2 separate regions of the Arachis hypogaea genome follow, and region 2 is linked to region 1. A link is a contact called in public Hi-C data. All regions are on one chromosome and are shown on one strand. Each heading gives the region's core, a stretch centred on a gene start, on an enhancer-like site or on the middle of the called end of the contact. The rest is flanking DNA. Distances are from core to core; before and after follow the strand shown. Region 1 holds the start of LOC112789518. Region 2 holds the start of LOC140183129.

Region 1 (3,855 bases), core at 706-3,205:
GGACCTTTTGTTAACTTTGTTTTCAAACTTTTTAAGATTTCTTCCTTTCTTAAGTATCAAAAAATTTTAGGATTCTAAATACTAGTTAGGACCTTGGGGCTATATCTTACTCCATCAGAATCAATGTCAACATTTTCTTCAATTAGTATTGCAAGTTTTATGCAGTGATGACAGAGTCCTTTGGTTCCATTGATAACTACAAACTCAGCATCACATAGGCAACGCCCACAAACAGCATTTGGGCAGCAAAAGCATCTAAACTTGGAGGTTTTCTGGCAAAGTGAGCAGATATGTGAATCTGCAAAAAGAATTTGTCTGGAAGTCATTTAATGCCGAATGGACTAACATACATTTTAGCTTACCATCTCAAATGAATTGCCAAGCATACAAGAAAGCACATTTCTCATGACAATAAAGACATGTTCTTCAATAACACAAAGCTCTGCCAGACTACCACCTCGTTAAGAAAATAAAATACATAACATATGCCATCTATGAAGGTTTAAGACGTATCGAATACCAAATGTTTTAAAGGACGTCTGGGATATTCAAGATACGCAAGTTCGATGGTAAAGATTGAGTTAGACATAAGCATCTGCAGATTAAAATATTATGGTAGGAAATGACATCTTCATGTTGGAATCCATTGCAAGAATATGTACCATTTGAAAAAAAATGAATAACTAAAGAAAGAAAGAAATGTGTTCGAATACCTTATATAGACCATAGAGATAAAGTGAAGCAGCTTACCACAAGTAAAATTTGTGTCAGCCTCCAAAAAGGAATCATCTTCCTTCACACAAGAAGGATGATAAGATTTAAGGCAATCCCTACAAGAAACATGGATTAACCATCAAAATGAAAGTTACTCACAGAACAAAGTGTACCTTTATAAAATGTTCCTAATCCAGCTTCATCATCATTAACAAGCATACTAGTGACAGTGATGTGCTTGGTTACACTATATCAGATATTTCCAAGTATACTACAATATCAAAGTTTACTACTTATTATTTACTATTAAGACAAACTAGGAAATTCTAATTTTCTCCTATGCTTAATGACTACCAAGAAAGATGAAACTCGGTGTATTTAAAAAGAAAAGAAAGGAAAAAACCCTAAATCATCAAAGCAATTATTTTAGCACGGAAATAACCACTGATAACCCTGGATCATCAAAGTAATGGAAAAACTTTGTGCATGCTAAAAAATGAGCAAAATCATGGATTCTCATTTAACCAAAACAAAAATGAAACAGCATCTAAATAATTTATGTTGCTGAACTTACCCATAATCGCACACCCTCATCAACCCACCATCCTTGCACACAAAACACCAATCTTCAGCAACTTCCTCCTTTTTAATTTTGGATTTTTTCCCCATCTTATTTCAGGTATCAACTCAGTTCATCAGCAGTGCTCTACAAGACACAGTTGGAGAAACCAGAAATGAAGAGACCAGGATGCATCATGCATTGCACTTAAAAGCAAGCCCCCAAAAAAAAAACTTTTTTCTTTTTGGAGAAAGTATGAACCTTTGAGAAACATGCATATGTGAGTGATGACATTCACCAAATTGGAAAAGGCAAGAGAAATTCAAATTAAGAAAATAAACATGCGAGGGTTTGTTCAAAAAAAAGGGGGGAAAAAATCACGGTTGCCAGCTGAGCAAAGCTTACTTACATTAAGAGGTATAAGAGAGTTTGCGTGTTGAAGCTGAAGTGATGGTGTGGCGCAGAGTGTGATCTTCCTCCTCTTCTTCTTATTCTTCTTCGAAAATCGAAACAGTGATGGTGAGTGAGTGAATGTTGTGTCAATACCTGACACCCCCGAAAAAGAAGAAAAGAAGTGTACGGATGGTAGTTTGTTGGGAGCACCAAAAAACAGAATGAAGAGAGAGGACTCCCTCACACTGGTGGGTAGTGAAGTGCATGCTGCCTGATGCGCATTAACAATCAACTACATTTAAACCCGAGCATATTTTTGTAGAAAGATTACATAAATTATTAGAATTTATTGTTTTTTATTATTAATATTTAAAAGTATGAGAAAAAATAAATCTTTAAATTATTAAACTAAAAAAATTAAGTTGATAGTTAAATAATAAAAAAAGTATTAAGAACCAATATTAATTGAGTATAATATGTACAATAAATTGAAAAAAAGTAAAATTAAAATAAAAAATTAAATTATTAATTAATTATTTAATTTTAAATTTTAAAATTTGAAAATTAAGATTAGTATTTAAATTCATTCACACTATGTACGGTTATTTCTAATCTTACAGTAACTTCTAATACACGTCTAAAACTCACCGTCATCTTCTCCGATTCTCACCTCGCGTTACTGAATTTCTCGTCGGCCATACCAAGGCCGCCGCATCCTCCCACCGACACCGTCCTCGCCTTCGCTAGTCAGTCCGATGCGCCTCTCCCTTTGACGCTCAGCTTAACGTTGCTGCCGCTATTTTTGTGCCTCTCTTCCGAACCGGCTTCGATTTTTCCCAATCCTTTAAACCTCTTCTCACCAATTATACCACTATGCTTTTCTTCTTTTTCGGATCCAAACATGGTTAGCTTTTTTCATGATTTGAGCCCTATGATTCATAACAGTGCCGCTTTTGTTATAACTAATCTTTTAAAATTATGTTTCACCACAATAATAGTTTCTTCTATTTATTCATCTTCTTCTATTTTAATGGTCAATTTAGGATGGTCATTTTAGTAGATATACAGATGGTTATTTTATTTTTATGTAGATGATTATTTTGATTAGATTGAGTTTAGTTATATATAATTAAAATATGTTAGATGTTCAATTCATTAAGTATGCGGATGATTATTTTTATCCTTAAGTGAATGGTTATTTTTATTAAGGGTGAGTGGCATGTGGCAAGCCAAGTAGCGATGGTGAAATGGGATGATTATTAATGAAGGTAGGGTGGCCGCCGGTTGAAAAAGAAGAGAGTATTAGAGGATTTCAGATGATTATTTTTCTGAAATAACTAACTAGATTTTTTAAAAATTTGAAATTTAAAATTTGATGTGAAATAACTAAATAAGAGTTTTTAAATTTATTATTTCGTGGGTAATTTTCATTTTTAACTCATTAAGGCAAATAAACAGCTGATTACACATTGTACAAATATTCCATTGACTCCCCAATGAGACTTTAAATAATAATCGATAACTCAATAACTTTTTTCTTTTTCTAATAAAATAATTTAAAATAGCAAGTTTCAAACTAACAAAAAATAATGTCGTGGTCTTAGACACACATTAATAATCATTTATTAAGACTTAAGAATTAAGATCAACTCAGTCTATTAATAAAAAAATTAAGAATAAAAAACGAAAAATAAAATTTTGATAAAAATACTCTTCATTAACACTTATTTCTTATTACAAATAATTCTCACATTCATAATTCAACTTTTACCTTTATTTAAGAATCGAGCTATCATGAAAGAAAAAACTCATGAACATTTTTTCGAGGGCTTCTACTTAAGTGATTAACTAAATGCAATGAAGTACGAAAATAGTCAAAACAAGAGATAAAGTTGATTTGAAGAAATCGGTTGAATGCATGAAGATCCAAGTTGAAGAGAATATTGACAAGAATGTTGTGTCTAAGATTTCTTATAAGAAATCACCGTTGACCATGCCAGGAACATGGAAGGAGATTCCTACTAACCCTTGTGAGAGTGTTGCAGAGGACGATTCTGATCCTGAGAATCGATGATACAAAGAGGATGATGATCTCTCCAAAGAGAACAAACTTTTTGACCCGTGCCCAACTATACCGATCAGAAAAGATGAGTTCAAGGAATGGCGTAAACCATAGCATGTCGTGCTCA
Region 2 (3,855 bases), core at 683-3,182, 170 kb after region 1:
CCCTTTCGCACGACATCTTTCTCCTCCTCTGAGTCACCGGATGGGCTCCTGGCTTGACGGCCAGGTGATGTGACATGACTTCGGGGTTTATGCCTGGCATGTCGGCCGGTGTCCAAGCAAACAAGTCGGCATTGGCCTTGATCATTTCTACCAAGGGTTCCTTCAGTTCTTGCGGAAGATTTCTATTGATAAAGGTGAACTTGTCCTCCGTGTCGCCGATCCTAAACTTCTCCAAGTCCCCCTCCGGTTCTGGTCTGGGTTTGTCGTCCACCCTGGCGTCCAAGTCGGCCAGGAACACCCCTGATGCTTCTTTGGATTTCTTCCTTAGGGAGAGGCTGGCGTTGTTGCAAGCGACCGCCGTCTCCAGGTCTCCCCTTATGGACCCTACAGATCCGTCGTCGGCAACAAACTTCATGATTAGTAGCTTTGTGTTGATTATTGCCTCAATATCGTTAATCGTCTTTCTCCCCAAAATGATGTTGTAGGCCGTAGAATCTCGGAGAACCACGAATTCTGCCATTGCCGATCTTCGACCTTGGACTTGTCCCACGGAGATCGGCAGGGATATTATTCCATCTGGCTTGATGAAGTGGTCGCCCAATCCGATGACCCCGTGCTGATGAGTCAATAGGTCGGCATCCTTTAACCCCAGGGCGTCGAACACGTTGCGGAACTTGATGTTGGAGTCTGCCTCCGTGTCAACGAGGATCCGATTTACGAGCCCTGTTCCTACCCTGGCCGTAATGACCATTGGTGGGTTTTCGGGGGCTTCGTCGAGCCACTGATCTTCCGGGCCGAATGAGATAGACGGGGGCTTCTTGGAGCTTCGCACTGGCACGAGGGAGACCGCCAGGACCTTGGCGTCTTTCTTGTGTGCCGATCTTGACTTTGGTGCCGCGTTTTTGGCGGTCACTACATTTATCACGGTGAGACCGTGGTCTTTGTCTTCTGGCTCTTGTCGTCGCTTTGTCGACCGGGTCTTCCCTTCTTCGTCCTGGTCCCGATGCCGCCTCCTCGGCTCCCTTATTAGATGGGAGAATTCTGAAAGTTTACCGTCCCTGATGGCTTGTTCTAATGCATCCCTCAGGTCAAAATAGTCCTGTGTTTGGTGGCCATAGCCCTTGTGGTAGTCACAGTAGAGGCTCTTGCTTCCCCCCGTACGGTCCTTGAGTGGTCGAGGCTTCGACAAGATCCCTCTCTCAGCTATTTGTTGGTAAACTTCCACGATGGGGTGGGTGAGCGGGGTATAGTTTGTGAACTTCCCGATTCGGGGAAACGGTCTGGGTGCTTTGCTCAACCCTCCCTCTTTGGCCTGTTCTTTCTGCCTCTCCCCGCTACCCTGTTGCCTTGGTTGATTGTAGCCGTAGTGCCGTTTGTTGGCGGCTACGACCTGACTGACTTCCTCGTCATTTATATATTCCTTAGCCACCGTTTGGATTTCGTGCATCGTCCAAACCGGTTTCGTGGTTAGGTGTTTTCGGAAGTCTTCGTTGAGGAGGCCGTTCGTTAGACAGAGGCTGGCCACAGAGTCGGTTAGGCCGTCGATTTCCAGACATTCGTCGTTAAACCGGTCCAGGTATTTTCTGGTCGGCTCTCCTTGTCTCTGGGTTATCCCCAGAAGGTTGATTGGGTGCTTTGCCTTTGCTATTCGTGTTGTGAATTGGGCTAGGAAGGCACGGCTAATGTCCGAAAACCCATGGATAGATTCCCGCGGTAGGCCGTTAAACCATCTGATCGCGGGTCCTGCCAGAGTCACCGGGAAGGCTCGGCATCTCACCTCGTCCCCTACTCCCTCCAGATTCATCCTGGCTTCGAAGGCCGTGAGATGTTCCAGAGGGTCTTGAGTTCCATCGTATCTCATGTCCGTTGGTTTGTCGAAGTGCTTCGGCAACCGGACTTCGAGGATGGATCGGTGGAACGGGATGGCGCCCATTATCATGGGTTACCGTGTCCTCTCGGACCTCTCTTCCCCGTCCTCGCGACCTCGTCCCGTGCGGCGCGTTTCCTTGCCTCGGGAGTAGATGATTGTGTCGTTTCGTCTTCTCGGGATGGGTGATTCTTCATGGGTACTCTCCGCTTCCGTTCGAGATGCAGAGGCGCGTCGTAGACGGCTTTGACGGGAATCTCTCTCTTGGCTTTCAGGGGATGGGGAGTAGCTGGGATCGGTGGTTCGTCGGTCGTGCTCCTGGTCGGCCAGTTGCCGTTCCAGGTTTTGGACCCTGTGGCGTAGCTCCTGCGTTATTATGGCGCTGTCGGCGCCCGTTCTCCCGAAAGGTCGTGTCCTTGCGTGTGGTTCGGTGCGTTGTCGGGGGGACCTCCGCCGCCCCCTTAGTGAGGCGACGGAGGCTGCCCCCTCTGCTCCAGCTCCTCGGCCTTGGTCTCCGGGACCCGGCACGACGTCCATTTAAACAGTCCCCACAGACGGCGCCAATGTTCGGTTGTCGGTTACCGGACAGTTCGGGTGGACGTTTGAGGAGGTGAGAACGCTTCAATCGTGATCGTACTGGGTTCGGAAATGCCCGGTAGCCGAGCTCTCGTTGTGGGAGGAAAGAGGGGGTGCCACCTGCAAAGACACTCCGACGCTCTAGTCAGCTAGTGTGCAGGCGGGAAAATGGTAAGGTGGAAAAGTGTAACATACCTCGAGGGAAGGGCAAGTCCTTCCCTATTTATACCGTGTCAAAGGTGGGCCCTAGGGGGACAGACCCATTTTCCCCGAAGCTTCCTCGATCGTGTTGATGGAATGGTGAGGACGCGTGTCCTGGCACCGTGGCAAGTGCTGAGGACTCGGCCGCTCGGGTCGGATTCTCGACGGGTCGGGCCGACCCGTTCGTGGTCTGGGCCGGACCGTAACAACATTAATAAAATGTGAGTATGTATATATATAATATTAAATTAATTTTGTTATTATGATAAATATTATATGTATAAATTTTTTTGTCAATAAAATTTAATCAAATTAATTTACTATTAATAAAAATTATTCTCACCACTCTCACTCTCACTCTTATTTATTCATTCAAATTTTATTAATTAATTTAATTAGACGTAATTAAAAAAATTATATGTGTAATATTTTTATTATTAAATAATTATTAATATTTAAAAATATAAATTAAATATATAATTAAATTATCAAATTAAAAAATTAAATTAATAATTAAAAATAATAAATTCTAATAATTCTTTAAATTTTTTGTACATATTTTTTTATAAATTCTTACAAATATGGCTGAAATTTATATTTGATCGTCTAACATGATTTAATAATGGAATATTTCATATTTTATCTTTATATAATCATGTTGAGGCCTTGAAAACAGTAATTTAAGAATCCCCAAATTGTTAATAGTGCCAAGTTCTTAAAGTAATTAAGAAATTTGTGAAAAATGGAGAATGAGTTTGGACGGTGGAAAGTAGGATGAGTATTCCAAGCTTATCTTAGAGGTAAATATGAATGTGAATGTGAATGTGAATGTGAATGTGAACGTGAATAGTGAAGACACCGGAGGGACCCTCAAATAATAGCTCGAAAGTATTGTGTAGGAGATTCCAATTATGAGATGTACTTCTTTAGATACTTAAAAAAAAAAAATTCTCTCTCTCATCTTTAGGTTTTTTTTTTCCTTTTATTTTCGGTCATGGATCTAGATCTCAAATAATGTTTTTGTAGTTATTTTCTTTTTTTTATGGTGTATTACTGTATTAATCTCTTTTATGAATATTTTAGATGTATTATTACAAGTTTAAAATAACAACACAACGAAGAGAATTTTTCATCCATAAAAATATTTTAAATTTAAAAAACTTTTTAATTTATTCAAAAAAAAAGAATATTTTTTTTGTGTAAAATTAAAA

The links. A called contact is a pair of places that touch in the nucleus more often than the background predicts.
Region 2: a contact with region 1 is called in a Hi-C map of an unstated tissue, with 2.5 times the contacts expected there. The contact joins the promoter of LOC140183129 here to the promoter of LOC112789518 in region 1.

What each region holds. Positions count from the first base shown.
Region 1 is chr3:11,885,476-11,889,330 of arahy.Tifrunner.gnm2.J5K5, forward strand. LOC112789518 reads right to left here and starts at 1,956. Exons shown (of 10, transcript XM_072232383.1): 1 at 1,683-1,956; 2 at 1,289-1,420; 3 at 751-830. The coding sequence starts at 789.
Region 2 is chr3:12,055,230-12,059,084 of arahy.Tifrunner.gnm2.J5K5, forward strand. LOC140183129 reads right to left here and starts at 1,933. Exons shown (of 1, transcript XM_072231150.1): 1 at 1-1,933. The coding sequence starts at 1,933.